Regions from separate parts of the Sus scrofa genome. Here region 2 is linked to region 1. The links are chromatin contacts, called in public Hi-C maps. All regions are on one chromosome and are shown on one strand. Each heading gives the region's core, a stretch centred on a gene start, on an enhancer-like site or on the middle of the called end of the contact. The rest is flanking DNA. Distances are from core to core; before and after follow the strand shown. Region 1 overlaps ERBB4 (receptor tyrosine-protein kinase erbB-4). Region 2 holds the start of ERBB4 (receptor tyrosine-protein kinase erbB-4).

What was found. Hi-C and Micro-C count contacts between places; a contact is called where the count stands out from the background.
Region 2: a contact with region 1 is called in a Hi-C map of skeletal muscle, with 9 times the contacts expected there. The contact joins the promoter of ERBB4 here to the enhancer-like site in region 1. A contact is called at or near these places in 4 of 47 Hi-C or Micro-C datasets (fetal heart ventricle, heart right ventricle and skeletal muscle) and 1 of 2 datasets of contacts at active chromatin or transcription factors (skeletal muscle).

The regions. Positions count from the first base shown.
Region 1 is chr15:114,445,864-114,449,444 of Sscrofa11.1, reverse strand. The region is part of intron 3 of ERBB4 (receptor tyrosine-protein kinase erbB-4); the gene reads left to right. Among named protein-coding and RNA genes, the nearest start is that of ERBB4, 650 kb to the left of the region's middle. Within about 2 kb of position 1,369, at least 6 of the 83 cell types and tissues checked have an H3K27ac peak or open chromatin away from gene starts, as enhancers often do. A contact at or near this core is called in skeletal muscle, where this site is marked.
Region 2 is chr15:115,095,082-115,098,823 of Sscrofa11.1, reverse strand. ERBB4 (receptor tyrosine-protein kinase erbB-4) reads left to right here and starts at 1,840. Exons shown (of 29, transcript XM_021075968.1): 1 at 1,840-2,539. The coding sequence starts at 2,458.

The DNA of each region.
Region 1 (3,581 bases), core at 120-2,619:
CATAGTGTATAATATGTGTAAAATGAAACAGCTGTTTGATTTTTAATAACGAAGTTTTTCTCTCATCCCATTCACAGTGGCAAGGGTAAATATAATCACATTAAACTTAAAGACTTGCTCATTGTTCAGCTATTCCAGTTCAGATTTTAGATGTTGGCTTAGAAGATATTTTTGAATCCAAATACAGTTGGGACGTCCTTATCTGTGGAGTATTGGTTCCAGGAAGCTCAAGGATATCAAAAAATCCTCAGATGCTCAAATGTAAAATGGTACAGTATTTGCATATAGCCTACATACATTCTTTCATATACTTTCAATCATTTCTAAATTATGTGCAATACCTAATACAACATAAATGTTATGTGAATAGATATAATATAATGTAAATGCCATGCAAATACTTACTGGTGCCCTGGAAAATTTAAGTTTTCCTTTTTGGGACTTTTTTTTTTTCAGAATATTTTCAATTCATATTGGTTTTTCTGATATGGAATTAACTCAGTCACCACTCCTGTTTCAGGAGATGGCCTTCAAAGTACCCTGCAATCCACCATTAAGTAAGAAAGCAAGAAAACTTTTTTTTTTTTTTTTTTTTTGGAACGGCCCTATAATAGCAATACATAGCTCACCTTTCAGATAACAGTTTTAGTACCTCTGGTGTTCTACTAAGTTTTAATTTAGACTGGTTTAGGTACAGTGGAAAATCTGTAAATCTGCTGATGCCGAACCCCAGGATTTGGAGGGGAAACCATATATAACTTTGAAATGGAGAGGGTTTTAGGTCTGTAAGTGTTCTTCAGGAAAACAGAACATGCTCCTATATTTAGGGCAATCCTACTGATTAAACTTCAGTAATGAGTATTTATAATGCTAGGAGGAGACAGTGACAGTATCTAGTAAATAAACTAGGTTACTTATAAACAACGGACATGTGACAAATCTTGGGGAGGTACAGTTATTCTAAGTTCCCCAAGAGTTCATGACCTCTCTAGAGCATTAGTAAGTGGCTAAATATAGCATCCAGATTAGAAGATATAATTGTCCCTCATCATGAATAATAAAAAGAGGCATCAAATTTTTTACTAAAGGATGAGTACTTTAAAATAGAGTCACTTTCAAGGACTAATACTTTAACAGAAAATTTGAGTTGACTGGTTGACATCATTTTTTTAAATTCTTGCAAGTATCTTTTTGTCTATCTTCCCACTTTTAAAGATCAAAGGAAGTGTTTTATTTCCATCTATGTTCTATTCCATTATGAGAAATGAAAAATGAAAAAAAGTATGTGTATGCATGTGCGTGTATGTGTGTGTTTAAACATAAAGTGGTAATTAGACCCTGACTGGGCAGCAGAAAGGTTAAATGTTCACTCTGTGCTATTTTAAGATCTGGGAACAACTGCTTTCTCTGTGTTGATGTACTCTGAAATCCCAGCTAGTATGAGGAGAATTTCTAATTGAACATGCAAGAGCCACTAACTTTTTTAACATTCTCCTTCATAAGTGGGCCTCGTGTTTAGGGATCAGTTTACAGTTTCAGGATGCTCCTGAGTGTTTCTATTTGGAACACCTCCTGTGATGGACAGCGGAGGCCTCCCATTAGTGTGTGCAGAGCAGCCCCTTCTGTAAGACTAGGCATAGGACACCTTGTCTGCTGATGAAAGAGTGTAAATTATACTCTGGTTTTAACAGAGTATAAGGTAGCTTCAAAGGGCTAAGTTTACTTGAGTTTGACAAGATAAATTTATAAGTAAGTTCACATTTCTGTTTACCTAATTCTTAAAGAGTAATTTTCACCAGTAGCATTTGATTGGCGTCAATCAAGCCAAATATATTAGACTTGCCAATAATCACTCTCATTATATCCTATTACTATTTTCAAGGATATAACAATCTATAATTAAGAAAAATAAATGATGACATGAGGTAAATTCAAGTTATCAGGTATATTGCCTTTTATATTAAGAAATCCCATAGGTAAATGATCATTCTGCTCTTGGGCCCTTCTTAAAAATGTATTCTACAGTATATAATTTATAATAACACATATCAGTGACAATTCAGATAATTTTTAAATCAAATTTAAATAGTGCTAGAAAGCTATCCTGTGTAATTTGACAGGTTTTTTTTTGGTATGGATGTATATTTTTAAATTCTATAAACTGCTTCGTGGTTGGTTTTATAACTTCTATCTAAAGGTAACAATCTGTTAACTTGCTCTTCACATTAACTTTTTTAGAAAACTATTAATGTCATACAAAATGTTACTGACAGATATATTGTCTGGATTTAAAATATAATTTTAGAGCTGAAATAAATATGACCATAAGAAGGCAGGTAAGGGAGTTCCCATGGTGGCTCAGTGGAAACCAATCTGACTAGTATCCATGAGGATGTGGGTTTGATCCTTGGCCTCACTCAGTGGGTTAAGGATCCAGTGTTGCCATGAGCTGCAGTGTAGGTTGCAGACGCAGGTTAGATGCCACATTGCTGTGGCTGGGGCTGTGGCCAGCAGTTATAGCTCCAGTTCGACTCCTAGATAGACCACTAATACCATCAGGGAAATAGGTGGATGAAATGAAGGTAGCTTCAAAAAATTCAAACCATAGATACTAAGGTAGTTTTAACAAAGACAGCAGGTCAAATGCAAAAGGAATTAACTCTTTGTGTGCTTATAAGTTGTCCCATGAGGATAAAACTTCAAATTGCAAAATTGCTGATCATTATAACTTCCATGAATCTTGACCATACAAGGTTTTGCCTTGCTTCTCATAGCTTTTTTCTTCAAATGACCAAATTGATTCACGTATTAATTTAGTAAATATTCATTGTGTTGTGTAAGGTACAGGGCTAAACAAGATCAAAGTTTATAAAAAGTAAAAAAGTAAATGCAGCATAGGAAAGGGAAATTTCAGAACAAAAGTTTGGATGGTGAAGCCTGAGGATTCTATTTCACTTATGTTAATATCGTCTGTAAGCACGACTGTGAGATTTTGTAATTTAAGTTCAGGAGGCCCCATACCTTGAACGATAAGCATGTGATTTGGACACAAGTGACTGACTACAGGATGTTTCACCAGCAAAAGTAATTACCAATTCTATTCCCATTAGAAGAGAAATATAAATTAGTTAATGATTTTCTTTCCTTATCATTTTTAATTTAATGATCCTGAAAATGTTAGATAGCTGTTTGCTCTTAGAATTACAGAAAAGTCAAGTAGTGCATTTTTAAAAAAAATCTTTAATGGATTTTTAAGTCACTGTGTCATGAAAGGTTAGGAAATTTCTACGGTCATTGTAATTTCAGTGCAGAAAATGCTTTCTGAATAGATGTCAGATAAATAGTTTTAGAAATGCTCTTTTACAAATTACTTTTGTCAGATACATAGTATCTTAAATTTGTAATCTATAGGCACTTGAAAAAAATCTATTATGCCTCTGTAATATCATTTGTGGCAGTGAACTCCAGGTAATTTTCCTAATTCTTCTGTGCTAAAGGCACAAATTAAATATAAAAGAAATGCCAATGAAATAGCATGTTTAACCTAGTCATTAAATAGTCCCTTTATTCAGGGTTTTTAT
Region 2 (3,742 bases), core at 591-3,090, 650 kb before region 1:
TCTGTGATCTACACCACAGCTTATGGTGACGCTGGATCCTTAACCCACTGAGCTAGGCCAGGGAAGGAACCCACATCCTCTGGGTTACTAGTTGGGTTTGTTACTTCTGAGCCTCAGTGGAAACTCCCACAAATTTTAACTTTTCTGAAAGCAATACTTTTTTAAAAAATCATTTAAGTTTTTCTGGGAACAAAATAGCAGTTTTTAAAAGAAATAACTTTCATGAAAGAGAGGTGTTTGAGAATCATCATAAGAAGCAGAAGAGGATTTACGGAAAGGGGAGTGGAAAGAGATTGAATGAAAGAAAATATGGGGGGGAACGGTGATAAAAACAGACAGCAAAGAGCAGTGTGTATACTTCTGCTGCAATCTTTACCGTTCTGGTGAAGTCACCATCATCTGCTCCAGGCTTAGTTTCTTCTGGCCCTACAATGCTTCTGGGAAAGCAGCATATTCAACTTGTTTGGACTCCTCTCTGTGCATGTTAGTTGCTGTAGGCCTAAGAATGTGAAGGCTCCAGGCCTCTGGGATGAAGCTGCTGTTTCTGTCTGTTGTCAGCTCCATGGAAATTCTTAAGGGACAAGGCTACAGATAAAAGATGTGGAGGAGGAATAGGAAGGTCTCAAATGATGAGTGAGGAGGCAGGGTGGCTTAATATTTAAGCTCCCCTGATACTTTTTATTTATGTATTTACTGCTTCTAGAGAAATTGAAAATGGACAATAATTCATACAAAGAATGTCTGTGCAAATAACAAACCAATAACTTCCTACCCTCAGGAGGTTCTGGCCTCTGCCCAGGGTACAGTTTCAGAGCTGTAGAAGGCAGGGAATACCCACACTGATATGACCCAATCCCAGATATTTTGGACCAAGAAGAGCCCAAAAACTCCCATAGCTAGCAATGACCTCTGTTTTGGGGAAGCATAAATTGGCAGAGTAAGAAGGGGCCCAAAGCTGGATCAGCTGTAGGATAAGCCTCATCGTTTGAGGTTGTGTTCTGACATTGCCTTCTTAAATTATTTCAGACTGAGCAGTCTAGCCCTTTAGAACCAAGTCAGTAGCTTTGGACTAGAATCTGTTTGATTAGAATGAACCCCAAACCAGGTTGTCCAAAGGAAAGATGAAAAGGCCATTCAGACCTAAAATCTAAGGATAAAGCTCAATAAATGTGAAATTTTAGTTTCACTCAGTGTCGGTGGTCAGTTTGGGAGGGTCGGAATGATGTGAAAGTGTAGCTGGGGAAAGATGGGCGTTTAGATCCCCAGGTGTATCTAATCTGCAGATGCTATCAATTACTGAACTAGCTTTTAAACGACTTTCTGAGCGTGAAGCATGAGGGGGTTGGAATGAGGGGGTAGGCTTTCAGACTGAAGTGAAGCAACGTTTTCTTTTCTTCTGTTTCTAGGGCAAGTCCAGTATATGGATGAGCACCGTGGGACAATGGAGAAAAGAGTGACTTTTCTGTAAGCAGCCCTCCGGTGGTCTGCGCAGTCTGAGGGCCAGCTGTCCCAGACTTCTGTTTCAGTCTCTGGCCTCGGGTGAGCCCTTTAAATGTAGCTTCCCCCGCCCCCACTACTACGCTCCCGCTCCCCGACAGGTGTTTTCCCAACTCCTGAGGGCCACGATTTTGGGGAGTGGCAGAACCAATAAGGTTTCTCTTTGGGGGGAGGCGTGGCTAGTTGGGTCAGAGCGGGGGCGGGGTTTCCGCGGCTGAGCAGAGCCAGCCTGGTTGCGTGGAGGGTTGTTTTATCCACCCACCCTCACCACCTTTTTTTTTTTTCTTTCTTTTTTTTCTTTTTCTCTCGGAGTCTTATTAATTTCTCAGTGGGGCTGCAGCTGGAGACCGCGGAGCGTTGGAAATGACGCTCGGAGGCTTAATTACCGCAGCCGCCGGACAAGTGTGAGGAAAGCTGACAGGAAAAAAGAAGGACAGGACCGGGGGTAAAGCAAGAAGCTTCCCCCCCTCCACCCCTCCCTTTCCTCCCAATTTGGACTGGAGGTGCAAGGAAACTGAAAAGGGAGCTGAACAGAGACCGGCTGGGGGGAGAGGCCGGAAACCTACCGCCTCTTTGCAATCAACTTTTTTTGGAAACCCTTTTCCGAACCCTTCCTTTTTATTGTTGACCAACCAGTGAGAGAGAGAGAGTGAGAAAGTGAGGAGGGAGCGAGAACGCGAAGGCTCCCACAGGGAAATAGCTGCCCGGTCCCCGGCCAGGAGCACGGCGCACACACTCGAGCACACTCCCACCCGCGCTCACCCTCACGCGCACCCTCTCTTGCTCTTGGGGCCCGGGCCCTGGACCCGCGGGCGCGGACTCGGAGCGGGTGCACCGAGCGCACCAGCCCCCCTTCGCGCCCCCACGCGTGCCCGGCTGATGGATCTCCTCCGCGTGCCCGAAAGTGGATATGCCATTTGGACATGTAATTGTCAGCACGGGATCTGAGACTTCCAAAAAATGAAGCTGGCGACAGGACTGTGGGGCTGGATGAGCCTTCTCGTGGCGGCGGGGACCGTCCAGCCCAGCGCTTCTCAGTCAGGTGGGTCGCGCGGTCCGTCTCGCGCTCCAGTGGTTGAACCTGCTCGGGCCAGCTGGGCTGCGTCGGCTGGCTCCCTAGACCGCGTCGCCCAGCCGGAGACCCGCTCGCTCCCGCGCGTGGAGGGACCACTCCACCTGCTCCTCTTCCTTGGGTTTTCGCTCGCCCCTCATTCTCTCCCCAAACTTACCCTCTGCGTGTGCCAGTGTTTTATTTACCGTGAAAAATCACTCTGCGCCCCTTTGCTCCGTCCCTTTTCTCTTTCCTTCACCCCCTTTCTCGCGCGTCTTCTGTGAGCCTCCCTAACCGGGATCCCTGCTGGTGGCGCCTGTTGTGCGGGACGTGGGAGACTCAAAGCTGGAGTCAGAGGAGACGCTCCTCTCCGGGTCTGGGCCCCCGAGGGAAGAAGCCTGGGGGAAGCGCTTCTCGCCGGGGCCTGCGGAAGGACGGGGGTCCTGGGGCGCTGCCAGCTGGGTTCCGGCGAGCCGGTGGGCTTGGAGAGAGGAGCCCTGGGAGCGGGCGTTGCACCTGTGTGTGCTGCGCAGGGCCGCTGCACCGGCGGTCGCCCGAGCCTGCGGGGTCAGACCCGACTCGAGCCCAGCCTGGGAGCGGGAGCGCGGAGGGAGGATGCGCCTGGGCCCGGGGGCCCAGAACGTTAGGCTTCCTCTGCCGGCGTCCCCAGCCTTCGCCCCATTGACTAGAAGGGAGCTAGCTTGCCCGCCTGCCCGACCTCTTATTTGGAAAAAAAAAAAAAAAAAAAAAAAAAAAGGCTTGACACACTTGAGCCGGCAGCCCGGCCTTCCCGTCGGTTTCAGTGTTTGGCTTCAGGAAGAGTTCTTCCTGTAGTTCAACTTGCGATTGGCCGGAGTCCCTCCAACTTCTGTGTTTACTGCCCGGCGGGGCTGCCGAACCGACCAGTCACGCGAGTCGATTAAACCAGAGGCGGGCGCGGCTGCTCGGGGTGCGCGGCCGCTGTGGGCCAGGGAGCACGCACCCCGGGGCCCCAGCCGGGCAAAGGGCTAACTAACCCCCGAGAGGCAGGGCGGTGGGGCTGGAGCGCCGCGGCCGGTGGGGCCAATGACAGCACCTGCAGTGCGAGGGAGCACAAAGTTTCTGATACTTGAGTTTCCTGGGGATGAAAGTGGGACAGGAAAGGTCTGAGGAAAACCGGTGACTGACGCGGCCAAAGGGGGCCTTTTGGAGAGC